Regions from separate parts of the Mus musculus genome. Here all the other regions are linked to region 3. A link is a contact called in public HiChIP or PLAC-seq and promoter capture Hi-C data. All regions are on one chromosome and are shown on one strand. Each heading gives the region's core, a stretch centred on a gene start, on an enhancer-like site or on the middle of the called end of the contact. The rest is flanking DNA. Distances are from core to core; before and after follow the strand shown. Region 1 holds the start of Thbs3 (thrombospondin 3). Region 2 holds the start of Fam189b (family with sequence similarity 189, member B). Region 3 holds the start of Mef2d (myocyte enhancer factor 2D). Region 4 holds the start of Trim46 (tripartite motif-containing 46).

The links. HiChIP or PLAC-seq counts read pairs in DNA pulled down with a chosen protein or histone mark. Capture Hi-C pulls out chosen DNA fragments and counts their contacts.
Region 1: a promoter capture Hi-C map of adipose tissue shows a contact between it and region 3, with 3 times the contacts expected there. The contact joins the promoter of Thbs3 here to the promoter of Mef2d in region 3. A contact is called at or near these places in 4 of 39 promoter capture datasets (hematopoietic stem and progenitor cells, liver, neural stem cells and 1 more), 1 of 115 datasets of contacts at active chromatin or transcription factors (regulatory T cell precursor) and 2 of 9 other capture datasets (adipose tissue and liver).
Region 2: a contact with region 3 is called in an HNF4G HiChIP or PLAC-seq map of pancreatic cancer cells. The contact joins the promoter of Fam189b here to the promoter of Mef2d in region 3. A contact is called at or near these places in 1 of 39 promoter capture datasets (pre-B cells), 1 of 484 Hi-C or Micro-C datasets (B cells), 1 of 115 datasets of contacts at active chromatin or transcription factors (pancreatic cancer cells) and 1 of 9 other capture datasets (liver).
Region 4: a contact with region 3 is called in a FOXA1 HiChIP or PLAC-seq map of pancreatic cancer cells. The contact joins the promoter of Trim46 here to the promoter of Mef2d in region 3. A contact is called at or near these places in 1 of 39 promoter capture datasets (embryonic stem cells) and 3 of 115 datasets of contacts at active chromatin or transcription factors (double positive thymocytes, pancreatic cancer cells and thymic regulatory T cells).

What each region holds. Positions count from the first base shown.
Region 1 is chr3:89,212,942-89,217,319 of GRCm38.p6, reverse strand. Thbs3 (thrombospondin 3) reads right to left here and starts at 2,140. Exons shown (of 23, transcript NM_013691.3): 1 at 1,996-2,140; 2 at 433-639. The coding sequence starts at 2,074. Mtx1 (metaxin 1) reads left to right here and starts at 3,413. Exons shown (of 8, transcript NM_013604.3): 1 at 3,413-3,507; 2 at 4,374-4,378. The coding sequence starts at 3,427.
Region 2 is chr3:89,181,050-89,185,706 of GRCm38.p6, reverse strand. It overlaps Fam189b (family with sequence similarity 189, member B), which reads right to left and starts at 2,564. Exons shown (of 12, transcript NM_001014995.2): 1 at 1,759-2,564; 2 at 1,499-1,555; 3 at 1,184-1,294; 4 at 958-1,077; 5 at 711-818; 6 at 98-273. The coding sequence starts at 1,983. It overlaps Gm45927 (predicted gene, 45927), which reads right to left. Exons shown (of 19, transcript NM_001310017.1): 17 at 4,431-4,532; 18 at 3,664-3,781; 19 at 2,937-3,408. The coding sequence ends at 3,262. Scamp3 (secretory carrier membrane protein 3) reads right to left here. Exons shown (of 9, transcript NM_011886.3): 7 at 4,431-4,532; 8 at 3,664-3,781; 9 at 2,937-3,408. The coding sequence ends at 3,262. Gm16069 (a long non-coding RNA gene) reads left to right here and starts at 1,280. Exons shown (of 3, transcript XR_003954659.1): 1 at 1,280-1,690; 2 at 2,730-3,799.
Region 3 is chr3:88,138,953-88,143,629 of GRCm38.p6, reverse strand. Mef2d (myocyte enhancer factor 2D) reads right to left here and starts at 1,258. Exons shown (of 12, transcript NM_001310587.1): 1 at 956-1,258.
Region 4 is chr3:89,244,438-89,249,131 of GRCm38.p6, reverse strand. It overlaps Trim46 (tripartite motif-containing 46), which reads left to right and starts at 3,235. Exons shown (of 10, transcript NM_183037.2): 1 at 3,235-3,417. The coding sequence starts at 3,355. Krtcap2 (keratinocyte associated protein 2) reads right to left here and starts at 2,694. Exons shown (of 5, transcript NM_025327.3): 1 at 2,617-2,694; 2 at 2,200-2,354; 3 at 2,004-2,067; 4 at 1-58. The coding sequence starts at 2,620.

The DNA.
Region 1 (4,378 bases), core at 891-3,390, 1.1 Mb before region 3:
ACCAGGCATGTGGATCTCTGAGTTGCAGGCTGGAGCTACATGGAGAAACCCTATCTTGAAAAGTAAATAAATGTATAAACAATGAAAGTAGTAAATGAATGCTTTTCAAATTGGCCTTAGATGACCTTATTCTCCATGTCTAGGAGACTATCCTTTCCCAAGGTGGCAACTAGATCTGTACCCACTGAACTTTAGCAAAGATCTGAGTGGTACAGTCATTGCTGGGACACAGAGCTGTCTCACCCTCCCTGAGCATCCCAGCCTACAACCTGCCATCCATCCCTATAAATACCAGCCTGACCCAACTGTTTGAGTTCCTCCATACCAGTAGCCCTAGTAGAGGTCATGGAGAATAAAGAGGCACCTGGGAGAGGGCATGAGGGAGACTGCTCAAGGGGTCATTGATGCTGGAAAGGGGTGCCCACCAGTCACCTTTGTTGATCTTGCCCACAACAGAGGCCTCCAGCCATCGTGTGTTGTCTTGGCGAGAGTAGAGGCCAAAGAGGACACCACCTTGCTTTGGAGGGAGGCGGAAAGTGGACAAGAGGTAGATATCCCCAGCAGTGAGTAAAGCTGTCCGAATCTTCTCTGCCACAGCTACCATCTGCCTGGATTCGCCCACTGTCAGCAGGTCAATTACTGGCCAGATAGGGATTTAAAAATTAGAGGAAGTGGTTGGAGTCTGAGGTAGGCCTGCCCTCTCTCCTGAGCTCTCAGAGGTGAGGCATCCCTTTTTTTTATGTTTGTTTTTTTTTTTTTTTTTTTTTTTTTTTTTTTTTTTTTTGAGACAAGGATTTTCTGTAGCCCTGGCTGTCCTGGAACACACTCTGTAGACCAGGCTGGCCTCGAACTCAGAAATCCGCCTGCCTCTGCCTCCTGAGTGCTGGGATTAAAGGCGTGCCCCACCACGCCCGGCTGAGGCATCCCTAATTATCATCTTCCTACCTCTGAACTGCATCCTCAAAACTCAAACTCTTTAGGGATGCTGGTACATGCCTGTAGCCTCAGGCTGAGAGGACTGCCTCAAGCAATCAGGCAGCCTCCGCTACTTTAGACCAGGCTACAAGACCCTATCTCTAAAAACAAAACCATTGGCCCTTTTTTTGTTATCAAGGCAATGCTTCCCTCCCAGCACCTTCTATTGCTTCCAAAGCCTTGGGAACCTATAGGCTTAGAGCCCACTTACAAATACCAAAGCCACTCGCAAACTTCCTATGTCCCACCAGGTGGCGCAAGGGAGACATTGCTGACTAGAGTCTGGAGTGGCACCTGGTGCCCACAACTCAGGAACCAGGAGTACCATCTCTCCATTGCTGGGTTTAGCACACTCCAAACCCTGGGGCCGGTCCTCCCATCCCAGGGGCTCATCACACACATCTTACAGCCGTCCACAAAGCGCTCTGACCCTCCCATCGCTGTTTAGTCTTTCCCCCCTGGGAATGTAGGACCCAGCCAGCATCTCTTCCTCCTGTGTCCTGGCCAATCTGTGGTTTCCCTTCCAGCCAGTAAAGAATCTTTGCTTGTGTCATCTGCTCCTACCACCTCTCCTACACCACCCATGGGCCATCCCCCCACCAGACCTCCGGGAGAGTTCAAGCTGCCCAATCCCCACCCCCGCCCTATCTTTTAGAAACCAAGAGCCAGAGTAAAGGGGGGGGGAACCAAGCCCAGGGTCCCCCACCGTGCAGTCACCATCAATCAAGCTGCTTGCCCAGACTATCCTGTTGATGCTCTGAGACTAACTCTGTCGTGGAGTCCTCCTGGATCCATCCTGGTCTCAGTGCCTGACACTGCACCAATCTGCACTCACCCACCACTCTGGTGCCCACCCCTCCTACATTATCACCAACCCTTCACTCTTCGCAGTGTTAACTTTTCTCTCCAACCCATTTCAGGACTCTTCCCTCTCTCTCAAACTCACATGTGGTCTGTTATTTGCCTGGGGGCAAAAGAAAGGAGACAAAGAGGTGTCAAGGGGGATGAATGCAGGCTTACCCTGAAGGTCCTGACTGCCACACGTGTAAGAGCAGAGGAGGAGGAGAGCCAGGACACCCCAAAGTTCCGGCTTCTCCATGCCGCTTAGCCGGTTCACTACCCCTGGCAGGCAAGGCGACTGGGAGGGAAAAAGACTAGGCGGAGAGCAGGAGCAGGAGGGGGGCGGAGGGACTGAGGAGCGAGCTGGGGGGTTGGGGGGGAGCAGGCGGGTAGGGGGGGGGGTTGAAACAAAGAGCTGCCAATCACCTTGGAGGCATCACCGGCTCCCGAAACCAGAGGCACTGGGAAAGAGTCCCAGAGCTTTCCTTGCCTCCTGCTCCACCATAATGATTTTCCTCAAAGATGCTTCCCTTTAGCCTGACATCTGGTTCTTGGGAGCTTTCAACTTAACAGCGCTACCAAATGCTACTGTTCTCTGCAAGCAGTGGTTGGAAAAGTCAGAATCCCCTGCCTTGGGCAATTCTAGGTTCTAGGCATTATTTCACGGTTGGCGGAAATGGATGTCAGTGGACCATCCTTTGCTACAGTGCCTAGAAGACTACGTACGACACGAGGCTTATTGATGTGGCACAGCAAAAAAAAAAAAAATTTTTTTATTACGGTGTGTTGCGTCCCTGACATGTGCCCATTCCTCCATTTCCCCTCACTCTTGGGAAAATAGAAATCTGGAAGCACCGACGAGAACTTGATGGCTTTCTAAGACATCAGAAAGGGGAAAGCATCACCAGAGGCTAGAGCCATAAACTAGAAGACAGGAGCGAGGATGGGACTGGGGAACACTGGATACCGCGGGATGGCCCTGTCCGGGGTGAACCCGAGGGGAGCTGGGGACCGACCAGGAGTTCCCGTTACGAAGGCAACTGCCCGCGAGCCGCACCTCCCCTTCCCCCACTCAGGCCCCAGCCGGGCCTCAGCTCGGGCGCCGCCACCGCCCCTGTTTTGTTTCCATGGCGACAGGCAGCGCGAGGCCCTCTCCAAACATAACGCGCAGTGGAAAACATGCGGCTCGGGGGACCCCCCCGCGGCGTCCGCTCAGGGCTGAGACCTGAGAGGGCCCGGGGTTGTCGGGGCCATGTGCAGTTTGGCAAGTGCCCCCAGAGACCGACAAGCCGCACCAGATGCCCCTCTCCCAAGCCCTCCGTGTCGCCGGCGGTTCGTGGCTACGCTCGGCAGAGGCGCCGCGAAAGTCCCAAGCGCGTCTGGACGGCGGCCCTGCTCCCTTACGGGGGCCGCCTCAGGACGAGCCCGCGGCGCTCCCCAGAAGGCCGATGCCCCACCTCTCACAGCCCCGCCGCGGCTCAGGCCGCCAAGAGCCACGCCTCCCCAGACCCCAAAGCCCCGGCGGCCAGGGAGGCGGGGACCAGGGGCGGTTCCTGGCGAGAGAAGGCCGACGCATACGAGAAGGTGCTTCCGGGTCAGAGAGCGTACAAGATGGCGGCGCCCATGGAGCTGTTCTGCTGGTCAGGGGGCTGGGGATTGCCGTCGGTGGACCTGGATAGTCTGGCCGTGCTGGTGAGGGCTCATGCACCTGTCCTCTGATCTCTGGAGAGCCGGAGTGGGTGCTCGAGCTTTGCCGAGAACCGAGACGCATGCGTCTTGAGAGAAACTGAGGCAGTCGAAGGCCGATGTGGGCTCCGCGCCTTACGTCCGGATTTCCTAGGATCGATTTGTGTAGCAGTGGAAGTAGGCTTGGTCAGGGCTTCAGAAGATGGGTTTAGACCTTGCCTATCCATTTATTGGCTGGGTGACCTTGGGATAACCCCTTCTGGACGATCTCTTCTTTTTCCGCTATGAATCCATTGAATCTCGTTTTCGTAGACCAGACAGCCCCACAGCCAGACTGTGTAGGAAGACCTTTAGAACTAGGCAGACTTGCTTCTCTTCATTCAACGTCTTCGGGATTGCAAAAAACATTTATTATGCCTCTTAGAGTAAAAAACATTCCCTTGCAATACGATTTTGACCCTTGTATTGAAATTGTTAACAGAAAGGCAAACATGTAAGCAAATAATGAAACGATCACGTGTATTGATGTAAAGTAGAAACAGAATACAGAGACTGTCAAAGTAAATCAGTACTTCCAGGAAGAGGGAAGTTAATTAGGAAAAGCTTTTGTGAATAGGCTTTACAGTGTAGATGGCATAAGGGTAGAAATCTTTTCCTAATGTTTAATCTTGGAAATGGACATATAAACATGTCCATGAACTGTCTGGTCTAGTTTGCCCATTTGTAAATAGGAATGACACCCTCTTTCCGCCTCTCCTTTTGGTATAAAAGTATAGACCATAGAACATAATTTACTGAGTCACGGATTCTTTTCTTGGTTTCTTTATGAAGCCATACCCTGGCCTCTCTACCGTCTGCTTCCTTCCCTGCAGACCTA
Region 2 (4,657 bases), core at 1,315-3,814, 1.0 Mb before region 3:
TCTGGAAACTAACTCCTACTCCACAGCTATGCCTCCCAGCAATCCAGTCCCTCCCCCCAGCAGCCCCTTGCTCCCCCACCCCCACCTCCAGCCTTACCTTTGTGCATCTGTCTCTGAACTGCAGGTGTACTCTGGAGGGTAGTAGGGTGGTGGGGGCACAGGCGGGACAAATTCCTCCAAGTCCAGCATGGTGTGTAGGAGAGGAGCTGGAGGCGAGGATGTACACGCCAGGGGCCCTAGGGGGCCTGAGACTGACCGTTCAGGGGCAAGCTGCTAGAGAGCAAGCCTGGTTTCAAATTTCTTCCCTTTCTGCTATTTTTATGGCCCTACTTCCACCAAGAAGATCCAGTTCCACCCTTCCTCAGCCACACCCAGCTTCTTCATCCTGCCTCACGCTGAACCTCCAGCTCTGGCTTTGTCCACCCATATATCTCTCCTTTTCTAGCTTCACATCTATCCATAATTGTCACCTGTTCCCTGTCACCATACAACTACCCATCCTTTATCCCCTCCTCATCCTAGGACCTTCCAGATTCCACCCCATCCAGTCTTCCTCACTCTCCCTTCAGCACTCAACATCCCCGAAATAAATATCCTCAGGTCACCTGTAGCTATGCCTGGCAGGCCCAGGCCCAGCACACACACACACACATACACACAAACCCAGCTCCCACCACCCCTGTCTGCTTGGGCCTTGGCTCCCTTCTTACCATATGCACCAGATCCAGGGAGAAGATCTGGACACAGCAGACAATAGCAGAGAGGGTACAGATTATTGCAGCACAAATGGTAAGGCCACAGACACTGAAGAGCAGGTTCTGGAGAAGATAAAGGAGAAGAGTAAGGGGCCCGGGACAGAAAAACCTTACACACTTGAGCCTTTGAAAACTCCAGGAGGGGAGCAAAGGAGACCCAAAATAAGAGTGTAGGGGGAAGGGCTGGGGAGGGCTTCTTCACCTTGAGGGCCCCTCTGGCTTCATCACAGGTGGAGTTGAGGGCAACTTTCAGCTCCTGGCCCCATTCTGGGCAAGGTCTGTGTAGGGGGATAGGTGGGCAGCATACACAGACCTTCCCTTCCTGTGTGGGAGTGCAAAGGGCAAGGCAGCCCGGGTCAGAGCAAACTCACGGCTTCCTCCCATCTCTCCTAACCCCTTCCTTCCAGGTTTCCCTCCTCAAATCTCACCATGGAGCACTCTCGGAAGTCCCGAGCCAGCTGAGCATTCTTACAGGAGAGAACAGAGCCAGCCATGCTAAGCATGACACAGAGCACCGAAAGCAAGGAGAAGAAAGAGATCTGAGGGAAAGAAGGTGGCATCTCAGGGCTGGGACCTTCAGCAGCATCCCTCTTCCACAGAATGAGCCACCCTCTTCTCAGACAGCTTCTGCTAGCCTTATACCAACTGGAAAGCTCCTGGGAGGCATAACGGGGGGGGGGGGGGTAAATCCCCTTCGCTGCTGGGCACCTGCTTCCTAGTGGGCATCGGGCCTTGGCACCTACCACTAGAGTGAATGGCCGCTTCCAGGACACAATGCCAACCAACCCGGAGAACGCCAGCTAGGGACAGAGTGGGCACAGGCTCAGCTTGGCAGGGGAAGCACCTAAGTGAGCCCCTTGCCACAGGATGCACCCAGCCCTGCAAGGAGGGAGAGGACTGGGAGAAGAAGGAAAGACAACCATGTGGGCTTGCAGGTGAGGAGGGATGGGGCCTAAGAAGCTTCCCCCACCCCAGTACTATATACTCTTTGGACCCCACTCACCGAGAACCCAGCCCAAGATGGGCAGGACCTCTTGATGCTCTCGGTGGTGGTGACAGAGGAGGCCACCATGCTGAAGGTTATCACCAGGATGCCCAAGAGCACCTGGGCCAGCCCCAACGTGAGCAGGGCCTGGAGCCAGGGTCGGTGGAGGCGGAGGTGGGTAAGGCCCCGGGTACTGGGCCGGCTGGTCAGCGAGCGACTGGAGTCACTGGGCGAGGGCATCATGCCTGCCGCCCAGTTGCTCGCACCTCGCTCGGTCCCCCTTGATACTTGTGAGCATCTCAGAAGCACCCAAGCCCTGGTTCTTTATCCTTTCCACAGCCCTCGCTGTAAAGCCCACCTCCTGGCTAGGTCCTCTGGGGCATCGCCCAGGGACGCCAGCTGGAAGGAGGCCCAAAGGAGGGGCGTCACGAAGGGACAGTGAGGGGCTCCCTCCCCACCACCAAACGGGTACCGTGCCCGGGGAGGCGATGAGGACGCGAGGGCACCGGTTCATTGCATTTCCTTAATGAAGAGGGGTGCCGAGAAGGGCTGATCCCAGACTGAAGAGTAGCGTTCCGGAACCCAGGCAAGGGTGGGGAGGGCAAAAGCGAGAGGGATGCAAACAAGTCTACAGAGAGGGGGAAGGTCTGCATGCAGGAACTAGAGGTGCGTTTGGCCATTCAGGGCCGCCTGGTGGGGAGAGGCCGTGGAAACTGTCTCCAGAGTCGCAGACCCGCTCCCCTCCCCACCATGCTCGGCTTCCTTAGCTCCTCCAGCTGCAGCAGGTCAGCCTGTGGAGGTGGGGGATGGTGGATGGTGCGTGGTGCGGAGGAGGGGTGTGGTGGGTGGTGCAATGCATCCCGGGAGCTGTAGTCTGAAAGCAACCCTGGGGAAGGGAGGAGATAGGGAGAGGCCCTCCTCCATCCCTAGCCTCGCCCTGAAGCCTGAGCAGTTAAGGATCATTTCTGGGTCCATTTTCTGCCCCACAGGTTCCCGGGATGAGGTGTTCACACCAAAAGGGACTGACTGCTCATTCATCATTAACAGAGGCATGGTAAACCGAGCTGGGGCTCCCCCATCTCCCGCCTATCAGCCTGCCCACTTTGCCAAGTGCAACCCTCTCCTTGCAGAGTGTTTCCACCCCAGTTCCCCACTCCATACAATGGCCCAATCTCCAGTAAAGATACAGGAAATGGGTGAGTTCCAGTTACACTTTTTTTTCTTTAATTTAAATAACGGAAGAAGACATCCTTGGCACAGCAGAAGGAAACTGGGGTTGGGGTTGTGTGAGAGGTGGCGGCAGCAGTGTGGCCAGATGGGAGATAAAAGGCAAATAATGACTGAGTCACAGCGGGCTCTCCACACCTCAAGTCAGGATTAAAGTCATGGCTGTGGAATGAAGAGCCCCATAGAAGTCACCAAGTGGTGATGGCTCCCTGAATCCCAGAGACTTCAGGGATAGGGACTATCTTGGTTCCCACAGGTGACAGGCCCAGGGCATCCCAGCGGGTGCAGCAGGGGTCAAGGGGCCCTGAAGGCATTTTCAGCAGCTCCGGCAGCTGCATTGGCAGCAGCAGTTCGAACCGCAGGGTTGGAGAAGACACCAGCAGCAAATTCTTGCTGGGCCTTCTGAAAGCTGGCACCCGTTTGGCGGTACAGGGAGTGGATCTGCAAGAGGGAAGAGATTATAAGGGAGGCAGGCCCCTCCCATCCCAGGAGGATGGCACCACTCACTAGTCTCCTGCTTTGTACCGTTCCTTCTGCGTTGGCACTCCCTCCAAACACACAAACTCACCCACCCAAGAAAGTCCATTAGTTGATAACCCACCCGCCCTGCCCCATTTCCTTAATGTTCCACTCAGCAGCCCCTAGGGACCCAATGATCTCACTCCCCAGCCCCACCTTCTCCCGACCGGCCCTCACCCGCTTCAGCATCACGATTCCCAGCACTGCGATGCCGGTGAAGAGCAGGGCGACGAGCAGCATGAGCACCGCCACGGCAGGTTTGGATCCCACCACCACCAGAGCAGTCACCCAGCCGCTGTGGGAAGATGCACGGGTGAGGACCGACCACTCTGCCGGGGCTCTGCTCACCCGGAGTCCCCTAGGTCTAAGAACATGCTCCAGGCCCATCAACGGTCAGGGCCTCGGCCAATATGGCGGCATCCCATGAACCAATCCCACTACATCTATTCTCTTCATACTTTTCAGTCATTTCTGAAGCATCCGCTCCTAGCTCTCCTGGCATCCTCATGAAAAACAGATTCGAGCCAGGCATGGTGGCCCACGGCTTTAATCCTAGCACTCGGGAGGCAGAGGCAGGCAGATTTCTGAGTTCGAGGTCAGCCAGGTCTACAAAGTAAGTTCCAGGACAGGACAGCCAGGGCTACACAGAGAAACCCTGTCTCAAAAAAACCAAGAAAAAAAAAGAGAGAGAGAGAAAGAGATCCTTCTCACTTCTGGGCACTCCCTTGATCTTTCGTCCATTGTGACATGGCCTCTCCAGGAAAATTAATTTTCAGCCTCTGCCTGTCTACTGCTGTCTTGGCTCTAGCCATAGAGTGCCCTGACTTCAGTTACATTAGTCTTTCCCAAGGAAAAGACCCACATGACCCTTAGTTGGACAACCCCATTAAACTGAGTTGCCCAATGTGTGAGGAAGGGCTGAGGACGAATGGTAGCTCACACACCTGAAGCCCCACCCTGGGATGCCAATGGCCTGGAGGACAAAGAACACATCCTGGACGAAGAAAATGAAGAAAAAAACGAAGAAATTGAATGAACTATCACTCCTGCAAAGAGAAAAAAAGCAAGTGTGGGAGAATTAGAAAATGAGGTTCAGAGCAGCTCCCATCACCTCTCACTGCATCTCACTGTAGCCCTTCTCTCATCACCTCACTGCATCTCACTGCAGCCC
Region 3 (4,677 bases), core at 9-2,508:
TTCACAGGCAAGGCCATGGGAGTTGGGACAGCCAGGCTGAGCACTGGGGCTCGGTGGCCAGAGGCCAGAAGCTGGGTGTCTGAGAACACTGTCAGGTAACTCGCCAATGCTCCCCTCGGCGGATACCTACCGCGGATACAGGGAGACGAACAGAAGGTGGACAGCTCCCAAGGCCAAGCGCACTCAGTAGGCTCCTCTCCGAGATCCGGCCAGAGCAGCCCAAGGTCACCGTCCCAGACGGCAAACTTCCCACAGTCAGGCAGCTCAGACCCACTGAGGGCTAGGGGGAGGGGTAAGATCCACCACTCACACAGCCAAACAGGCCTCGGAGGAAACTCACACGGGTAGGGCAGGAGGGAACGGGATCCACCCACTGTACTCCCCTAGCCTGGCCCCAATGTGCCGGTCAGTCGTAGGCAGAACTGGCACTCAGGACAAGCTGGGTAGTCCAGGGCCACTGGGAACCCCGAGGGCTCGATGGAATCTCTGGGAGGCCTCCCTGCCCCATCTCTGAGGTGGGAGGCCGGGAGCACAGTAGTCCCTTGGGCCAGCCTCACCACTCGAACCCCACTCGCACTGACTCGGCCCGCACCGCACCGTCCAAGAGAAAGGCCTGGAGAGGTCCTGCCAGGTGTTAACAGCTGCAAACTACTGTCCAGGGGTTCTCCAGCCGGCGTTGCTGACACGCCCGACCAAGGGGGCCCCCACGGGCGCGAAATCGCGGCCGGAGCCACGTGCGTTGCGCCCGCCAAGGCGCGAGGCGACGGGGGCTCGGGTACCAGGCGCGGCTGTCACAGCAGACACCCCAGCACCAACACTGCCTCCGTCGCCCCGCCCGGACCGGGACGCTCGTGCCAGGGCGCCCGTACACCCCTCGCGCTCCAGACCACCCTGAGCCCGGCCGCGCGGCGTGGGGGAGGGGTTCTTAAAGGGGCCGACGCGCGTCGTGACTCACCAGCCCGTGGGGGGGACGGGGTGTCACGGCGCCCGGAGCCTCGGCCCGGTCCGCCGAATCCTCGGTTACGCGAAGCCGCAGCTCCGACGGGAAACAGCGAAGGCGCCGCGTCCACGCGGCCTGGGCGGCGCCACAGGGCCGGGACCCCCTGGTGCGCGCGGGGGCGGCGGCGGCGGGCGGCAGGCACGCAGCCGAGCGCCCAAGCCGCCTCGACGGTTGTTGATATTTTGCTTCCTTCCTCCTTTCGGGCTCCAAAGGCAACTCCTCCAGCCCCAGACTCGAGGCCGACGTAGGCACCGCGCAGCCTAGCTTGCGAGATGGGAGGGGGGGAAAAGACGAGAGTGATGGACAAGCAGGGGGCCAATGGGAGGGCCCCGCAGGGCTGGGGGCGGGGCCTGGCAGGGAGGCCTGGGACGCAACCCCGCCCCCTGCCCGCGGCCTGCGCCCCACCCCTTTGGGGCGCGCGACCACGGCGCGTGGAGCCCAGATCCCTCCGCCTGCGGGACAGAGCGAGGCTGCGGGTACCTCAGCACCCCAGCTCCAGAGTTGGCAGGGATCTAAGTAAATAAGTTCTGGGGAGATAAGAGTGTTGGTAGGCCCCAGCTCCTACACTTACTGTGTGACAAAGCTCCGAAGCCAGATCGCGCTCTCTTATCTCGTGGTTACCTGGGGAGCTCCGCTGCTCCCTCTACCTGTGACAGGTCCCCTCCTTTCCCCTGACCCGGCTCGGTTGACGCCCAGACATTTAAAGCTACAGTGCATAATTCTCGGGTGATCTAATCTTTTAGTGCCTGCGGGCCCCAGCGCACTTAACTACGGAGGGGGCAATTTAAAGGGGCGGGACCCCAACCACTACCTCCCTTGCCTCACAGGAAACATCCAGAAGCCTTGTCTTGAAGAAATATAACTCTCTCAAAAAAAAAAATCTTTTAAAATCCCCGACGGCCTCTGGGCGTGGTGAATTTTTAAGTGCTTCACAACAAGATTGTGCGCTCCATTGCTTCTGGACCTTTAACCCGTCAGACTTCCTGTCCGCATCCTGTCACTAACAAGTCCTCGGCTGGCTCTACCTGGAGCTTGAGGAAATGACAGAGTCTGGCGTGGACTTCAAAGCCTTAGCAAAACAGAAGCAAGAGGTTCTTCAACAAGCTAGGGTCTGCTTTACTGAACAAAGTCCCTGTTCTGGCTTCTTGTGGGAGAGATGAGAAGAGGCGACAAGTGGTGGGTTAGAAAATTTATAATCTCGGAGTCAGACTGTTTTGGTTCAAAATTTTCCACTATTTCTGAAAAGAGCAAAGCACATCTCTTAACTCTCCATCCTCTTGGGTAAGCTGAAGGTGGTAAGGCCAGGTACATAACTTGTGAATTTGGTGTGAGTTTAGTTCCCAGTAGACTAGTACAGTGCCTCGTGTTGCACTGTATGACCCACACGGGCTGCTCAGCTGAAAATGAGCCCTTTTAGGGCCTGCGTGAGTTCAGAAAAGGCTCATAGTGGGCCAGTTCAATAGGACTATTCTGCAAAGAGCTTGGAGGCATATATGTACCTCCTTAAACAGGAAGCACGTAGGCTTCTAGTCCCTCGGCCTCCCTTTTCAACCCTTCCACTTTGCCCCTCCTTCCAGAAGCCTGATTTATGTAGGATCACACATGGTCCCCAAATGTTGCTCCTTAGTTTTCCTAGTAGTATGGGGGGTGGGGGCACAGAGCTGCCAGTACTCCTTGAGCAGTCTGGTTTGCCCCCAAGACTTGAGTGAAGGCATCTGCCCTTCCCCAAGCCCTGGGAGAACACAGCCTTGTTCCTGCTTGTGGCTATGGTGGGAGCAGAATGGGAAAGTGCCCTCCCCGTGGGGAACCTCCCCTCACTTGTGGCCTCTATTTTTAGTGCTTCCCCAGGCTCTAGCTGGAGAAACCGTTTAGTCATCAGGGTGTTTATTTTTCCGGCTGTTTCCCGACGTCGGGAAAAGCAGAATGTTGAGACTGGAGAGATTCAGGGCTGCTGGAAAAGACGTCTTAGGAACAGGCCTGGGAACACAGCCTTCAGGCCATTGGGTCCCAGCTTGTAGGAAAACAAAACAGGATGGGCCCGGGACAGCTAAGCCCTCAGGAGTGTTCAACCTGCCTCAACCTTGGAGGCTCTCCAAGCTAGAGAACCTAACTCAGTTTGTTTCTCAAAACATAACCAAGGCCAGAAGAAAATTTTTTTCCCAGAATCCCCCTCCCCAGCCTCTCCCTAACTAACTTGGTGAGCTTCCAGCGAGCCATGATCCCAGCCAATCTCAAATATGAGGCTGGCCGTCCATGGCTGTGATTGGTTGGCTGGCCCTCTTTAGACCTGGAATGTTGAGTCCTTTAAAAAGGAATGAGGAAGGAAGGTGAGTCACCTGGGGAAGATATTAAAAGACTAGCAGGAAGAGCTCCGAGAGCTCAGGGAGGTGGGGGCCCTGGACACTCACTGCTGACTTGACAACTCACAGGAGACCAGAATAGGGGGCAGTAAAACTACAAGTGGGACAAAACTCAGACTGTGAAAACGTCTTGGGAGAGGTCTTGATTTCCACGAAAGACTGAAAAGGGCCAAGGTAATGTTGGAAGTTAGATGAAAATTGGACTTCCTGAAAGTGACTCTGAGTTCTTTTCTTCTGGCCCTTGAATTTCCCATCCCAGAATCCTCTGGGTGGCAAATGACTGAGTCTCGTGCTTCCTCTCCTACCTCTGGCTGTGCACCATTTCTTGTTAATCAGTTTATTCTGTTAGCGTACCATGCTGCATATTTAGATGTCGGAGGATAATTCTACGGCGTGGATCTTCCACTTTTCCATTTGTTTCAGGATCAAACTTCCGTGGCCAGGCTTGCATGGCAAGCGCTTTACTGCCTCAGTCATCTCGCCCATCTGTTCTAAAGAAAAGTCACCTTCCAGCCCTGCTGTAAAACCTTGATACCCACCGACATCCTAAAAAGAACACCCTGTAAACTCACATGCATCTTCACAAAGCTATCTGGCAAATAAAACTTAATCCTCCTTTATCCACCCCTTCTCAAGCTTCTCCAGTTCACCTGAACTGGAAAGGTCCCTGTTCCTCTCAGCACCCTCTTCTACCTGGCAGTCAGTCCTTACTCAACCTAGGAAAAGTGCTCTAGCCTTCCCCTCTAGTCTGGTGAGCTGCTTGGCAGATCCTCCTCCTCTCACCTTCCCCTCCCCTGCGCCATCTGGACAGTTCTCAATCCCCACCTCCACCCGCGACTCCACCACCGAGTCATCCTTCCTTTAGTTTTTGGATGATCACCGCAAAGACCCCCAATTCTTCCCCGCATCTGCCACCAAGCTTGCGAACCGGACCCTCAGCAGGTGGGCGTGTATTTTCTCCGCGGGAAGGTGGGACGCTCCACTCCGCCCTTGTCTCCTCTGGACGCACTAGCTTGCTGGGTTTGTTTATTTCCTAAGGTATTCCTCACCAGCTCCTGAGTTCCTGCGGGGATGCAGAGCTGGCGTGGAACGCGCTTAGCAAATGTATTCGCGCAGCCCTGTGAGTCAGAATTGTGCAAACTCTGCTGAATACCTCATTTCTGCATTCATAACCATGGTAGATAAGGACAGGGGTTGAGTCTGGGGGTCCTACAACTCCACTTCAAGCCAGAGTTGGGGTAAAGGGTAGCAGAGTCCGCCAGAAACTTGTCCAGGTCCGTGTGGCACAGTAGTACCCTATGCTGAGAACCGGGTGCC
Region 4 (4,694 bases), core at 1,986-4,485, 1.1 Mb before region 3:
ACACAAACTCGGTGGATGAGGCCGGAGGCAAAGAGCGCCAACAGCAAGCAGAGGAGAACTGGGGAGACAGGAAGAGGGTCAATCAGAAGGCGGTCAAAAGAGCAACGGAAAAGTAGGAGCAGTCTAGAACCCTGTGAGGAACCTGCTTGAAAACGTACGTCCTGCCTGGCATGGGGATATACACCTTTAACCCCAGCACTAGAGGCAGAGTCAGAGAGATCTCTGTGAGCTGGAGGTCAGCTTCCTCTACAGAGGGAGTTCCAGGACAGCCAGGGCTACACAGAGAAATCCTGACTAGAAAAACAACACAAACAAAATAGGTATGCCTTAATAAAAGCAGGGATTTCAAATGCCTTGTGCCTGAACACTTGTTCAGGACACCAAGGGAAGATATGAATGGCGTTTTGTTTGACTAGCTTGGCTCCACGTTTCATTTAACTTCCTGGTCCCCCAACCCCCGAACATACACAGAAGAAAGCGAAAACGCAGTGGTATATGCCTACACAGCAAGCCAGTCCGGAGGATAAGGCAGGAAGCATCACGTAAGCCCAGGAATCCAAGGGAGGGACAGCCTGGGCTACACAGTGGGAAGGCCAGCCTGGGCAACATAGTGAGATCCCGCCTCAAAAGTAAATCAATAAATAAAATGTTCTAGAAGGGCGGAAAGCAGGCGTGTTCCCATGACTTAGGAAAGAGGATTATGGCTTCTCTAAGAGGACAGGATACGGATGAGAGGGTGGAAGGGGCTAAGAGGTCCACTTGTCCAGCTGGAGCCAGAAAGGAAGGCAAAGAAGAGGATTTTTTTCTTCTCACTTCAAGACAGGTTTCACTGTGTAGCTCTGGCTGTCCTGGAACTTGCTCTGTAGATCGCGCTAGCCCTGAACTCACAGAGACCTGCCTCCCTCTGCCTCTAGTGCTAGGATTAAGAGCCTGTGCCATCACTGTCTGGCTGAAAGACAAGGTTTTTGCCTTCCAACAATTTCTTTCAGCATATAAGAAACACATGGGACAGAGTGGAAGAGACAGAAGCTCTGGGCATTGCTGGGCGGAAGCTCTGGAAACCTCCAACAGGGCCGTGAAGACAGCAACAATGGCGGGCTTCGGGGTTTCTGGGTGAGTCTTTCACGGGGCCACAACTGCTTGCTTTTCCCAGCATGTGGCTTTCCAAGTGGCTCGGTCCTGATGCCGACTTTGTTTTATGAGCCCTATTCTCCATCAGATCTCTATATGAACCATCTAACAAGAATTATCACACACAAAAACTGATCTATCAGGGCTGGAGATGTGCCTCCATTGGGAGAGAGATTGCCTAGCATGTTCAAGGACCTGGGCTTAATCGCCAGCACCTCATAAACTACATGAGGTAGTGCTAATCTCAGGACCTGGGAAGTGGAGGCAGGAAGATCAGCAAGTCAAGGGTTTAGTCATTCACAGCCACACAGGAAGTTCAAGGCCAGTGTGGGCTACAGAAGGGAGGAGAAGAAAGGAAGAGAGAAACAAGCGGATGCAGAGAAAGAGAGTGAGCTCTAGCGGTTATTCTCTATTCTCCTTCTGTCAGGGGTCCTGCTATTGGTAACATCCCAGTGAACACAGACTTCACAATCTCCTCCAGCAGCAGTCAATAGTGCGGGCTCAGTTCCACATCAGAATCCCTCAGTGGGCTTGGTTTTGCTTTCTTCTCTCACAGGGACAAAGAACACCTTCTCCTGGATGCCTATCAGACATCAGCCCAGGCTTGACTGTTCACTTGAAACCTGTCCTGAGAGCAGACCAGGTTGGCCTTTTTCTTTCTTTTCCTCTCCCTCCCCTCCCCTCCCCTCCCCCCTTTTTGTGCTTCTCTTCCAGCTCCAATAAAATGCTTAATCTGAAAGCATCTTCTGTCTTCAAGATTGTGTTAAGCAAATGTATTTCTCCTTTATCATCTAAGCACAGGGAAATTCGGCATCATGTTTGGGAGAGGTTTAAAAAAAAAAGAGTCCAGTTAACTATTGAGTTTCACTTACTCTCAGGGAAGATTTTTGCTTGGAAGCCTTTACCAAAGACCAGATTCTCCAGATTATTGAAGGCCTGGGTGATGTAATTAAGGAGAAACTCACGCAACAAGATAGGAAGTAGAGGGACTGCAAAGCCCTTGCCACCCACTCCCGCCCATGTTCTGTTCATACACCCCCGCCTCCCCTTCCAGCGCGAGGAAGATACAGTCAGGGAGAAGACGAAAAGGCCGGAGCCCAGCAGGCCCCCCTGAATGGTGAGCCACTCGGTGGAGGCCAGCTGGCGGCTGTAGATCTGCATGCCAGCGAAGAGCAGCAGGGACAGGAGGGAGGACAGCGCCAAGGAGGTCCCGGTACCGACTACTATAAATGAGAAAAAGAGTCAGGCTAAGATTCAGGCAGATTCACTCCGGAGCTTGGCTCACCAACCACTTCCAAGTGACCCAGCCCCCACCCCACAGCGACCTCCAGGAACCACCCGGCCCTGCACACCCAAGTTCCCGCCTGTCCGGAGGAAATGCTAGTTCCCAGGACACGTCAGCTTTACCGAGGCTACGGAGAAAAGAGGACCACCCCAACGCCCACTCCCGCTAGAGCAGCCCGGGCATCCCGCCGGTGCGGTTACCCATCACGCCCCGTCCGTGGTCCAATCCGTGTCCCTGGAGAAAGAGGGGAGCCAAAGCCGGCGCGGTTGTCTGTACGCAGGCGTCGGGGCCAACGTGGACTTGCTTTACTTCTTCCTCTACGCGCCTTGGGTGCAGCGCCCTCTTGTGGCAAGGAGGAAATAATGCTTCTAAGAGCATTCTAGGCCACCGCCCTGCTTGGTCTCCAGCCTTCTGTAGCCAAGGCATCTGCTGTCTCTCTGGACAAGCTGCACTCATCTTTCAGTCATGATCCCATGGCCTAGAGTCACCTGTGCCTTCATTGCTATTCATGTCATCTCCCGTACAACTTCCTCAGACCTCCCTGACCCACTATAATTGCCTCAACAACTCCCGAAGATATGTGCCACCCAAGATGTAGCACCGTCCACCTGGAGTTGTTCTTCTGAAACGAGCTTCGTGCTTTATGTGAGTAGTATGACCAGGAATCGATGCAAGCTTCTAATAGGAGGAATGGTTCCTACCTCAAATACCCTCCATGTTACCCACCCCCTAGACCGCCTTTGGAGAACCACGTGGGAAGAACTATTTCCCACCCCCTACCTCGACGGACGCAGTTCGAAGCTAGTCCCTGGAGCATGCGCAGTGACATCTCACCCTCCCCACCCCTCCCTTCACCCCACCCGGCTCCTGCATTAAGCCCCGGGTTCGCAGCAGCAGCCAGGATCGGGCACCCGGGGGCGGGCGGGCACAGTAGGGCCATGGCTGAGGGTGAGGATATGCAGACCTTCACTTCCATCATGGATGCACTAGTCCGCATCAGTGTGAGTTAAGGTGGGGTCAAGGGGAAGGGAGGGGATGTAAAGGGTCGGGGCAAGCCAGACCCTTGAACAGGTGGGGGTCCAGGAAGAATATGGATTATAGAGAAGGGATTAGTTAAGACAGAAATGACTGGGAGGGCGGAGACGCAAGTGTGGAGGGATCCTGGGGACAGCCGAGTGGTGAGACTCCCGTTTGCTGGGGTGTAGGCAGCGAGAAGCTGCCCGGACCCAGCGGGTAGGCTTGGGGTAGCTGCCAGGCGTGCACCAGGGCTATGAGAAGGGGCATGTGTGAGCTTGGATGTTTTCCAAGAAACTGAGGACAGGTGTGGCGGGGGGTGGGGTGGGGTGATGAAAAAACCGCTCCTGGGTGCAGTTCCCAATTTGGACCCCTCCCGACCACCCCCCCTACCGCCCCCAACCCCCCCCCCCGCTAGCTGCCGTGCAGCCTCCCGTTGCCATGGTAACCCGTGCCCGTCTCTCCCAGAGGCGGTGCCAACCCTGCTCCCCCCCACCACTTCCTTCCCCCTCCCTCCCTCTCCCTCCCTCCTTTGTGTCAGCTGCGCCCCTGACCGGGATGGCTGCGAAGAGAGGGACCAAGGTGAGGTGTGGGGGTGGGGAATAGCCAGAAGACCCCTCACCAAAAGGGGGAGGGATACTTCCGGTGGGGAGGGGGCAGGTAGGCGGGGCGCTCCTTCCTCCCCCACCCTAGATTGAGCAAAGGGTTGAAACAGGCCGAATTTCTCCACCAGACTGGGTCTGATAGCTCTAGTATAGAAGGCAAAGAGAGATGGGTTGATTTGGGGAGACTGGAAGAAATAGAATTGAAGAATGGAGGATGGGTGCTGGGGCGCCGGCCAGTGCCCAGCCGGTTCAGAGAGCTAGCGCACCCTGGCCGCGGGGAGCAGTCATGCGTCTAAGGGTTGCTAGAGAAAGGGGCGGGGGACAACACCCAGCTGTAGAATGGGTGGTGCCCTTGAAATAAATGCTATTAATCCAGAGATGGAGGGATGGAGACAGGTGAGGCGGGAGGACTGCCTGCCAGCACTGCTGCAGCGGGAGTGATGGGGGTGGGGCGCGATGGTGGGGGAGGCCAGAGCTCCAACTGTACCTTCTTGGTGGACCTTAAGCTCCCCAAGAGGGGCGCTGAAGCAGGAGACAGAGAGCTGGGGAGGTGTGTGAACCAACGAAGGCGGGTACTGGGCCAAAGCAGTAGGTAGCTTGTGCTGCCCTTCCTGGCAGCCAAGGGACCGGGCTGAGATTTGCCCAAGTGTCCTAGCTCT